2 separate regions of the Sus scrofa genome follow, and region 1 is linked to region 2. Evidence: chromatin contacts called from public HiChIP or PLAC-seq data. All regions are on one chromosome and are shown on one strand. The core of a region is the stretch at or near the end of the contact, and the rest is flanking DNA. Distances in the headings are between cores, read along the strand shown. Region 1 holds the start of ANKRD34A (ankyrin repeat domain-containing protein 34A). Region 2 holds the start of LOC100155404.

What was found. HiChIP or PLAC-seq counts read pairs in DNA pulled down with a chosen protein or histone mark.
Region 1: an H3K27ac HiChIP or PLAC-seq map of alveolar macrophages shows a contact between it and region 2. The contact joins the promoter of ANKRD34A here to the promoter of LOC100155404 in region 2. A contact is called at or near these places in 1 of 5 promoter capture datasets (liver), 14 of 47 Hi-C or Micro-C datasets (alveolar macrophages, blood, brain and 11 more) and 2 of 2 datasets of contacts at active chromatin or transcription factors (alveolar macrophages and skeletal muscle).

The regions. Positions count from the first base shown.
Region 1 is chr4:99,373,765-99,379,343 of Sscrofa11.1, reverse strand. ANKRD34A (ankyrin repeat domain-containing protein 34A) reads right to left here and starts at 1,789. Exons shown (of 4, transcript XM_021089938.1): 1 at 413-1,789; 2 at 25-239. It overlaps POLR3GL (DNA-directed RNA polymerase III subunit RPC7-like), which reads left to right. Exons shown (of 10, transcript XR_002343450.1): 2 at 1,826-1,996.
Region 2 is chr4:99,217,448-99,223,537 of Sscrofa11.1, reverse strand. It overlaps LOC100155404, which reads right to left and starts at 2,130. Exons shown (of 5, transcript XM_021090822.1): 1 at 1,854-2,130. The coding sequence starts at 2,130. It overlaps LOC110255273 (histone H2B type 2-F), which reads right to left. Exons shown (of 1, transcript XM_021089927.1): 1 at 3,838-6,090. The coding sequence starts at 5,663. The coding sequence ends at 5,283.

The DNA of each region.
Region 1 (5,579 bases), core at 540-3,039, 160 kb before region 2:
CAGGCAGTTCACCCAAATAGATACCTGTATGTCCGCAGAATCTCCACCGGGCCAAGACTGAGGCCAGGGCCACGGGGCAGCTGGGGTGGCGGAGCTTGGTTCCAGGGGTCCCACATGGCGTGGTGGTGGTGGGGGGTGGACCCGGATTCCCTTGGTGTCAGTATCTGCGCCCGGGCACAGAAGCCTGGTCCCTCCTCCCAGTGCGCCCCGGGCACAGCGCCGGCTCCGGAGGAGAGAAGCTGGGGGGGGGGGGGGGCGGAGCTCTGCCTCGCTATTTATATCCCAGTCTCTGCGGGTGGGGGCGTCGGGCACCAAACCGTTACCCCACCCAGGCACATATAAACCCTCAAAAGCTAGAGGCTCCAATCCTGACTTCCCCTGCTTAGACGACCTCCCCTCAGCCACAACAAACCTAAGTGTTCCTTGGGAGTCTCCTCCGCGACCTAGACTGGGGACCATCCCAATTCTTCGTTGAGCTTCAGCAGATCCCTATTCTCGGAGCTTGGTGTATTGATGTGCGCCTGTGCACCAGACCTGATCTGCCACACAAGGCACATGGCACACTGTGCAGAAAGGTAGAGAGAGGCGATGGGGGTCCACAGCCAGAGTCCTTACTGTGCTGAGAGAGGCAAGAGCTCTGGCTGCCTTCTCCTAGTTTAAATGTCAGGGGGAACTGGAGTCAGACACAGCGATAGATCTTCATTCCACCTCCCAAAAATGGAACATGGAGCACAGATAAACTTGGACCTCAGCTCCCTGTACAGACCTTAGATAAGTATGAGGAGGCTGGGTGTTTGGGGTCATTTTTAGATATGGCGAGGGGCATCCTCAGGTGCCTCCTCATATTCTTGGAGGGATTGGGGGAGAAGAGAAATAGAAAAGGGGCAGAGAAGAGTGAACCTTGTAACACATCCTCTCTCATTGCATCTCTTTACTCTCAGTCTTTCTTAGACTCATTATTTTTCCATCTTACTTGAAGGTCTCTGAGTCGCTTCTTAAAGTCTTCTTTCTCCCTGTCTGTAGCAGTCCTTTTCTCACACTGTCTGTCTCTGCCTTCTCCTCACCACCTGCCCTGTCTCCATGGTTACCACAGCTTCCATCTGCATATTTTAGGAATGAGTTTGTGTCCAGCTGGAAGGCATCAGGGGGAGTGGGGAGGGGTTGAAGAAAAAATCCTAAGGGTTTGATTAACTCACATGAAATAATTCAGAGGCTGGAGGCCACTAGATACAAGATACTGAAAACAATGTTCCTGGAGAAGGGGGAAAGAGAGATATTTGCAGGAAAGCTACCCATTTTTACTAGCTACCATTTATTGGACACCAGCTATGTGCCAAGTACTTTATATACATTACCTCCAAACCTCACGACAACACTATAAGGTAGGAATTAACTTCTTGCTATGGATGAAGAAACTGAAACAGCAAATTTAAGCAAATTCACCAAAGCCTCAGAGCTCTGTTTCGGGTCAATTCCAAAGACCAGGTGCTTGACAGTCCACCTACAGCTTTCCTACTCCACAGGCTTCTCTCCCAGGGCTATTTTCTCTGACATCTAGGTTATTATTCTTGACTAGATTCTATCTCTACTCTGAACTCTCTCTGTTTCTGGGGGTGGGTGTGTGTGTAAGTGGGGCTCCTCCTCCCACTGTGCCCCATTTTACCAGAGGAGCTGGAAGGCAGTGGGAAATGCAGGAAACACTAGGCACCTGCCCAGCTTCCTCAGCTCTGATTATCTGATTCCTAATCCTTTCCTCCCTAAACCCTCTTTGCATCTTCTCACAGACATGGCAGCAACTTAAAGAATTTTTTTTTTTTTTATAAAGAAAAGACGTATTCATTGGTGGTACTGGAGAGAAGCAGTGCAGGACTGAAGGGAAGGCTGGAGTAATGGAGGAGTGGCCAAATGTGAAGACAGAGTCACCGAAGGACTGATCCTAAGGAGCAGGTTTCATAGAAGTTCATTTCTGTGGAAGCTCCCTCAACAGAGTGCTTTGGTGAGATCCGAGTGTCGGGTTCCCTCTGTGCACTCCCGCTAGCCGAGGGGTTCTCCATCTGAAATAAGGTCTGAAATGACTGACCCCAAGGTGATTCTTCCAGCGCGTGGAGAACTCACCCAAGCCTGAGTTCCAGCTAACTCCCTCCCTCCTTCCCCTCCGAGGCTTCAAGTGGGCGGGCCTCCCTCCCCGGCTTCTCCTAGATTGGTCAGGAGAACCCACCAATGGGGAGCTCTGGGAGGCGGACCTAGAACGCCACCAGATTGAGGAAGACAAGCAAATTTCAAGTTGGCTGCGGCGTGGGCTCCGTGGGGAAGGGGCAGCAGGTAAGGCTTCGACTTGGTGGCTCTGACCTGGTTCGGTCTCACACCTCCCAAACGAGTTCACTAGGTCAAGCTGCTAGATAGATAGACAACGTTTTCCGGCAGCCTGTTGGATCAGCCCCCTTCTAGTTCCCTACCCTTTTCCTCTGGGCTCCCATTACTAGGTTGATTGTATACCAGAGAACCATAGTTTTCTTTTGCGCAAAGGGGAGGTATATTAAAGCAGAAAGTGAAAGACTTGCTCTGGCGCCTCTCTTTGCCCTGGTATCAGGCTTTCCCTGAGTCTATGAATATTATTCCCCTAAGAGCCTGACAAACTCCTGTTATCTGTCAAGACTCTGATGAAATATTACTTCCTACCTGTAGCTTTCCTGGACTACCTTTTTTTTGTAGAATTAATTGTTCCCCAGTCTGACGACAGCATTTTATGCACACTTCTACTGGAGTACTTGTGCCCTCTTCGTTTTTAGCATTTTTGTTCTTCTTAGAATCTAAGGTTTCGGAGTTTGAGTCATGGCTTCGCAGTTATGAACCCAACTAGTATCCATGAGGAGGTGGGTACGATCCATGGCTTTGCTCAGTGGGTTAAGGATCAGGCGTTGCTGTGAGCTGTGGTGTAGGTTGCAGATGAGGCTTGTATTCCACAGTGTTGCTGTAGCTTTGGCAATAGGCCGGCAGCTGCAGCTCTGATTCAACCCCTAACCTGGGAACTTCCATATGCTGCAAGTGCAGCCCTAAAAAGCAAAAAAAAAAAAAAAAAAAAAAAAAAGAATATAAGTTTTTGTAGGGCAGGTTCTATACTTAATCCACAGTGCCAAATAAAACTTAATTGGATGGAACTGATTGGGGAGGAAGCATTTAAAGCCCTGAGATGATTAGGGAACAATTAATAAAAGACAATAAAATACAATACAGTATATAATTATGACCTCTTAAATTAGTGGTTCATAATAATAGCTCCCACAGTCCTGAGAAGGGAGAAAACCAAGAGGACTGGGACTGTGAGGGGAGGCTGTAGGAATCTCAAGGTCTAAAGCCTGGAACAGCCCTTAGAAATCACATTTTCTTTCATTTATTGAGCATCTAATATATGTTAGACACGATACTAGACAATGGGGATCTTAGTGAATCCTCTGCAGTAGCCATTCATCCTTCCTCTGATAAACCATATTTAGTAAATTGTTATTCAGCTTTGATTTATCTACCAAAAGAACTTCTGATCTCACTTTTTTTGGTTTTGTTTTTTTTTTTACCTATTTCTTGGGCCGCTCTCGCCGCATATGGAGGTTCCCAGGCTAGGGGTTGAATCGGAGCTGCAGCCACCGGCCTACGGCCTAGGCCAGAGCCACAGCAATGCGGGATCCGAGCCGGGTCTGCAACCTACACCAGAGCTCACGGCAACGCCGTATCGTTAACCCACTGAGCAAGGGCAGGGACCGAACCCGCAACCTCATGGTTTCTAGTCGGATTCGTTAACCACTGCGCCACGACGGGAACTCCTGATCTCACCTTGTAGTTGGTTCCATTTCTTTGGATATTTGTTCTTCAATCAATATCCAACAAGTAAAACATGAAATAGGAGTTCCCTGGTGGGTTAAGGATCCAACATTGTCACTGCTGTGGTGTGGGTTATTGTCGTGGTGCAGGTTGGATCTCTGGAACGGGAACTTCCACTTGCAGCAAGTGCAGCTGAAAGAAAGGAAAGAAAGAAAGGAAGGAAGGAAGGAAGGAAGGAAAGGAAGGAAGAAAGAAAGAAAGATACGGCTGGAGGCAATGCACTCTGCATTTCCATTACAAAGGAGGGAGGAGTTCCCATTGAGGCTCAGCAGAAACAAGCCAACTAGTATCCATGAGGATGTGGGTTCAATTGGGCATTGCTGTGAGCTGTGGTTTACATTGCAGACCTGGCTCCAATCTGCCTGGCTGTGGCATAGGCCAGCAGCTGCAGCTCTGATTCAGCCCCTAGCCTGGGAACTTCTTTATGATGCGAGTGTGGCCATTAAAAAAAAAAAAGAGGGAAAGCTGTCTTGGTGGTAACTTTTTTTTTTTTTTTTTTGCGTGTGTCTACACCAGTTTCCTGGGTCATGGACTGAACTCATGCCACTCAAACCACAGCAGTGACAACTGATGGATCCTTAACCCACTGAGCCACAGGGGACCTCTATTAGCCATTCAATTTTTTTTGTTGGACCATTTATGTTATTTCAGAATTTGGGCTACCACGTATAGCTCTTTGATGAACATACCTTTACTTATATCTCTAACTATGTATCTGATGATTTCTTTAGATTTTTAAAGTGGGATTACTGGACTAAGTATATGAACTTTTTAAAATGCTATAGATTCAAATGGCCAAATTCCTCCCCCAAAAGTTTGTGTTTATAGTCCTTCCGGTGAGATACGAGTGTCCATCTCAAAAACAAAACAAAACAGAACCTCATGCCAGCCTGATTATTTTTTAAATCTTTGTCTATTTGGTAGGTAAAGAGTGGTTTTATCGGCCATTCTTTTGTTTTGCCTATTCATGTTCTTTGCACATTTATTCTATTGGGATAATTTTTTTCATTTGGATTTCCATGAGTTCTAATGTAATAAGAGTGTTAAGTCCTTGCCTTGTTTATTGCAAATGTAGCAAACTCTAAATATTAGGATGCTCCATGCCTCAGTCCCTGGAGCTCTTCTTTTCTCTGTTCACATCCACTCCTTTAGGGAATCTCACCCAGTCTCATGGTTTGCAACATTTGTATACTGACAACTCTACTAGAATATAAGATCCATTTAAAAAAGAAAAATAAACTTCATTGAGGAAGTCCCCCTGTGGTGCAACAGGATCAGTGACATCTGTGCAGCACTGGGATGCAAGTTCAGTTCCTGCCTGGCACAGTGGTTGGCTTTGCCACAGCTCATTGTAGGTTGCAGCTGTGGCTCGGATCTGATCCCTGGCTTGAGTATGCTTTGAATTAGGGGGAAACAAAAACAAAAACAAAAAACCAACTCCATGGATACAGTAGTTTTTTGGTCCATTTTGCTCACTGCTACATCCCTAGCACTTGGAACAGTACCTGCACTCAGTAAGAACTCAGTAAATATTTGTTGAATGAATTTAGATGGCTTTATTATTATTGTTATTCTCATCTTACAGATGAGAAAACAGATTTAGGGTTATTAAATAAAATCCGTGTTCTTAAGCACTATGTATACTGCCTTTCTTAACTTGGATGTAATTGTTTTTCTGTATGTTTTGTTGAAACCTGCTTTTT
Region 2 (6,090 bases), core at 881-3,380:
GATATGCTCCCTTGCTGATAGTAATCCTATGGTTGATACCTATACAAGTTAATCAGTATGACTTTCTCCTACTCATTATTCTACATGTTGTAGTAGGGGTCTTAAGTAGACACGCCAAACTAGATGAAACATACATCTCCAGAGAGAAATTCAAGTTTAAGCCCCAACCCTAGGATTGGGAATTTATTATGAACACTGAACAACCTTTACCCAGGGTTATATTGATAGTGTCCAAACTCTGTTTCACACTCCCTCTGGCCGAAAGCGTTTTCCTTCAATGCACTTGAAAATGATAATCCCACTAACTAGAAATGAAGACCTACACAAAGCTCAAACATCATTGTCAGTAACAAAAACTAAAACTAATATCTTTAGGTATTTTCTCTTGCCCTGAATGTTGAAAACACCGATATCAAAAGAGTGACATGGATTTTCCTCTGCCGTCTGGTAATTTAAAATTATTGCCTGTGATCATATAAAATAACAAAAATAAACTGCTCCTTATTTCATTTCACAAAATTTCTTGGACTGAGCCCTTTCCCCATGGGCTCTGTGCTAATTCCACACAGTGTCAGAATTGCTTGATGTGGAAAACAAAATACTTGGTGGCCAGAAGTATTGAGGGTAGTAGAAATAACAAAAGTTTTCCTTTACCCTCTCAATGCTTCTGAGTTGGTAGGTGAGTATCCTTAAATACCCAGCAACTTACACTGTGAACCTTCTAAAATGATTTGTGGACCATGGTGGTTGCAACTTCACCTAGACCTTCACTTTGTATTGTGCTGTTCCCCATTCAGAGGGCAAAAGATTTTAAAAATCATTTTGTTAAATCCAACTCTTAGAGCTCTGCATCTCATAAATAACAGTCCCACTGCCCTCCCTCTCAAGACTCCTTCCCTCATCAATCCATTCATCCCATCAATATTTACTGAGTGCCTGCTCTATGCCAGAAACAACTCTAGATGATGCAGATAGAACAGTGAACAAAACAAAGTTCCTATCTTTATAGGACTTATTCTGAGAAGGTAGGAGGAGAATCAGACAATGTACTGGTCAGAGAGCAGTTTAAATTATTGTAATGTATTTTTAAAAACAGTGGCTCAGAGGTTCCCATTGTGGCTCAGCTGAAATAAACCTGACTAGTATCCATGAAGACATGGGTTCAATCCCTGGCCTCGATCAGTGGGTTAGGGATGCCGTGAGCTGAGCTGTAGTTAGGTTGCAGATTTGGTTCAGATCCCTTGCTACCTGGGTGTGGCATAGGCTGGCACTTGCAGCTCCATTCAACCCCTAGCCTGAACTTCCATATGCTGAGGGTGTGGCCCTAAAAAGACAAAAACCAACAAACAAAAAACAGTGGCTCAAACTTGATACAATTTCTTAATTTTTCATGTGACAGTCCAGGGCTAGTAGAGCAGTTGGGCCATCTTTATCACATGGCTTCTATTTCTGGGTCAAGAGTGGTTGCCATAGTTTCTGCCATTGCATCTGCACCCCAGCCAGAAGAGAGGGTAAAAGGGCAAGGGCAAAACATATATACTCCTTTTTAGGGCACAAACTAGTATGTTTCATTTCCGTTCATATCTCATTGGCTCAGAACTTTGTCTTATGGCCAAACTCAGATGCAAGAAAAATTGGTCAATTAGTCTTTAATGGAGAAGCCATGCACCCAGTAAGCAGGGAGTTAAAATAAGCAGGGAAGAATAGTTGTTATGCATAGCCATCTCTGATTCAGTAATAAACAAATAAGTACATTAGTATTCTGATGGTACATGGAAGACAATTTAGCAAGGTATGGAAATAAGGAGTACCAATAAATGGTGGGGGAGAGGGAGATGGGCTTTCTATCTTACATAAGTTGGTCAGAAAAGGCCTCACTGATAAGGGGACTAAGGGAATTTTTGACAGAGCCCAAGAACTGACGAAGTCAGTCATGTAAATATCTGGGGGAAGAGCCTTTCCAGGAGAGGAAGTAGCAAATACAAACACCCTGAGATAGGGGGCCTTGGTGTGTTCAAGGTAGAGCTGGGAGCCTAGTGTGATGAAATGGAACAAACAAAAGGGAGAGTAGTCAGTGAGGAGGTGGGTGTGGGCCACTGTAACTGTGGGACCTTTGCTCTGAAACCACATGGTGGTGGTGGTGGGGTTCAGCTCGGCAGGATGGTGTGAGAGTGACATTTACTCTACCTGGTTTGTGGAAAATAGAGTGAGGGGATGAGGGAAGAAACAAAGGGACCAGTCAGAAGGTCATTGCAAATATATGGGAGAGGTGGTGGCAGCTTGGAGCAGGGAGACAGCAAGCAGGTATTGAGTATGGTTGGATACAGGACATATTTTAAGCCAATACTATTTTCTGAAAAATTTTATGTGTGATGACTGAGAAGAGGCTTATACACATACCTTACTATAGTCAACCCCCACTCCCCCAAAGGAAATTAATTTCACAGGGAAAAGAAAATCAAATGTCTCAAGCTAGGGCCGTGGTGAACAAAGCTTCAGCAGGTTTGAGATGCAGTGAGCCAAAATCAATATGACTTAAATTGTGTTTGCAGGTGGGAAGGTAGGACAGCCAGAGCTTTCCAATATAATGACATAAAAAATAGTCTATGTGAAGAAAAATTAAAGAAACATATTAAAGTGAAATGAACATATTACAATCTGGATGAGAAGTACAGAAATAATGACCTTTAGTCACAAAATACAAAGGGAACAATGAAGAATTCCAGCTACCAAAATCAGATGATTAAAAAGTTAAAAGAAGGAGTTCTCTGATGGCCTAGCGGGTTGAGGCTCCTGCGTTCTCACCGCTGTGGCTCTGGTTGCTGCTGTGCGGCGTAGGTTCAATCCCTGGCCCAGGAATTCCCACATACTGCCTGTGTGGCAAAAAAGAAAAAAACAAAAACAAAAACGAGAGAACCTGAAATAAACGTTGCAACTCTCATTTAAAAAAAAAAAAAAAGTTAAAAGGTGTTACAGTGAAAATTGGGTAAAACTAAAACCTAAAAAACTCCCATAGGATATTCGATATATTGGTCACAAATAAAATTCCAGCTGAACTTCAGGACTTGGGAAGGAGGCACCTCTATAAGCCCATCACCTGGCACAGGGCCTGGCACATGTTAGTTCTCCTCACAGAGCTTTTCTAAATCTTCCAGCTGGATACAACCTATCACTGTCCTTAATTCACATAACATTTCCTTCCCCCTCTTTTGGAAATAATACATTTTGTCTTAAATTGTAGTTATCATTATACTGCTGTAATCCCCTCTTCTAGATGTGTTTGTCTTTTTATCCCTTCATTGCTTTGCTCAGCAAATATTTGGTAATATATGAAATGAAAGTACAGTGTGATTTGAGTTTTCAAGTTTGTTGATATGGAGCTTTCAGGTTGGCAAAGAGAAATTTCAAATGCATTAAAGGATAGTGAGAACATTTTAGCTAAGCTGGAAGCCTGGGGAAAATGAATAATTAAAGAAGGTCCCGTTTTTGGCCACATGGTAGAAGCCCTTTGGTTTCAGGATAAGGAATGGAAGTTTAATCCTTAAGTAAGGGGATAATTAATGATGGCTTTTGATTAGATAAGCCAATTGATAATGCTTTAACAACTTCAAAAGACCCTAAGAAACACAAGGTCCCTTGTCCTCAGAAGAAGAGACCACCCTGGCAGTCTCAGAGTGATTTTTCCTACCATAAATTGTGTTGTATGATTTCTTTTCTTTCAACTGAAAATTTTAGATTCTCATTTGACTCATTTTCCCCTTGCCTCTTGTCGTCTCCAGGGAAAGATGACTCACTGAGAATCTTAATTTCCCAGTGAAAGAAGAAAGCACATACAGCCCATGTTATGCAACTTTTAATTGGATGTAAATGTGAACTCCTACATTATAAATTAATAAAATTTGCTTTAAGCACAAAGTCATGTAAATGCCCCCCTCCCACTCAGGTTACCAAGAACGGCTTAGTTTCAAAACTTGACTGTCAAGTGAATTGGAAACTAAGATTTTCCCTTTTGCCTCAAAGGTATATCTTATTTGGTAAAATACCTAGCCTTGGTCAGGATTAGTCTTGAGTTATGCAAATTTTGAACAGAGAGGGCCTCGGAAATCCATCCCACATGTTTAATTATGCCCTTTTATGCATTATGCCCCCCCCCAATCTATTTTTAAAAAATACTCTGGAGAACACTAAAAACCACTTCCCAGCCTCCCACCTCCAACATGACCAGGGAACTTCAGGAGAGGTACCTAGAAGCATGTTTAGGAAGCACATAGGTGGTTCTTATAACCAGGAAACTTTGTTACAGAACCAAGACAAGCTTCATGATAGCCATGGCCCTGGTAATTTTCTTGTGGCGTGTAAACAATCACAGGACCTATGTGCTGCTTAGCTTTCACCAAGAGCAGTAACAGTGGCTGCCTAGGGCTGGGGAAAAGTTTAACCTAAGTGAGGATTAAATCCTCAAAGGAAAAAAAAAAAAAAATCTTGAAGGAAGGGAACTCTGAGCACTGGTCTCTCGACCTTTTTACAAGAGTCAACATTATGGACCAGATAATTCTTGGTTGTGGGGGCTGTCCTGTGCATTACAAGATGTTTAAAGTATCCCCAGCTAGATGCCAGTAGCACCCCTCCCCCTAAGTGGCAACAAAAATGTCTTCAGATATTACCAAATGTTCCATGGGGTGGAGGGGCAAAGTCTATCTGGCTGAGGGTCACTGGGCTAGAAGGAAGTTAGGGAAGGATGGCTATGTTGAGATTTACAGGTAGGCCAACTTGCATACTAAAGCATGTGGCTATATAGGAGAAAGTTTGAAAGGTGTGTATTGAAAACTGAGTAAAACCTTAGTAGCTGGGACTAGTTAATTGAGGACTCTGTGTGATAGGATAAAATAAATCCCAGCTTGTTTACTACTCAACAAAGGACTTGAGACATTTAGGGACAAAGGGATGAAGTGGTAAGAGGAAAGCCCGGCCAGCTCTCTACTTAAAGCTCCCACTGAGGACTAGATAGGGACCACCCTGGTGACTAATCATTTGTTACTAGCAAGGTGATGTCTGCCACTAGGTGGCACCTCGAGCCTCATAGGAAGATCCCAATTTTAAAAGCAAAGACCATCTTCACCTCCCTCTCAACTCCAAATCCCAAAAAATGCACATGCACTCGAGATCACTATCTGACCAACCTTCTAACCAAGTGCTTACAGCCACTTTCTCTGATAAGTTATGTGGCTCTGAAAAGAGCCTTTGGGGTAAGGTAGATGTTCTATTTCGTCCCTTGAGCACCCTTACTTGGAACTGGTGTACTTAGTGACCGCCTTGGTGCCCTCGGACACGGCGTGCTTGGCCAGCTCGCCGGGCAGCAGCAGGCGCACGGCCGTCTGGATCTCCCGGGACGTGATGGTCGAGCGCTTGTTGTAATGAGCCAGGCGGGACGCTTCGCCCGCGATGCGCTCGAAGATGTCGTTGACGAAGGAGTTCATGATGCCCATGGCCTTGGACGAGATGCCGGTGTCTGGATGAACCTGTTTCAGCACTTTGTATACATACACAGAGTAACTTTCCTTGCGGCTTCGCTTGCGCTTTTTGCCATCCTTCTTCTGCACTTTTGTTACAGCCTTTTTAGACCCTTTTTTAGGAGCAGGAGCAGATTTTGCTGGATCCGGCATTTCTGCACGAAGAAAGCCCACGCGCCCACAAAAATGATGCTGACTACATCCAAGCTGGTCGGTTACGCGCTACTTATAGAGCCTGTATGCAAATGAAGACTAACTCAGTACTGCGTGTTTATTGGTTAATATCCAACAGTGCCGTCATAGAAGGGTGGAGTCCATGTAAATAAGGTTCGGTCTCGCTTCCTTAGTGGTCCTTAGAACAAAAGTCTTGTTAACCAATCAAAATGTTCTATTTCACACTAACCAGTAAATATGTAAAGTGTAGTTTCACCTGTTTTGTTGATTTTAACTTTTACTGGTTGACTTGTATACGTAGAGATCTGAAGCGCCAGCTAAGGGAAAGTTAAATTTTATTTTTGCATCGTATTACTCCGCTATACCACTTGTGGAAGTCTGATTTTGATTTTTGCAACCAAACCTC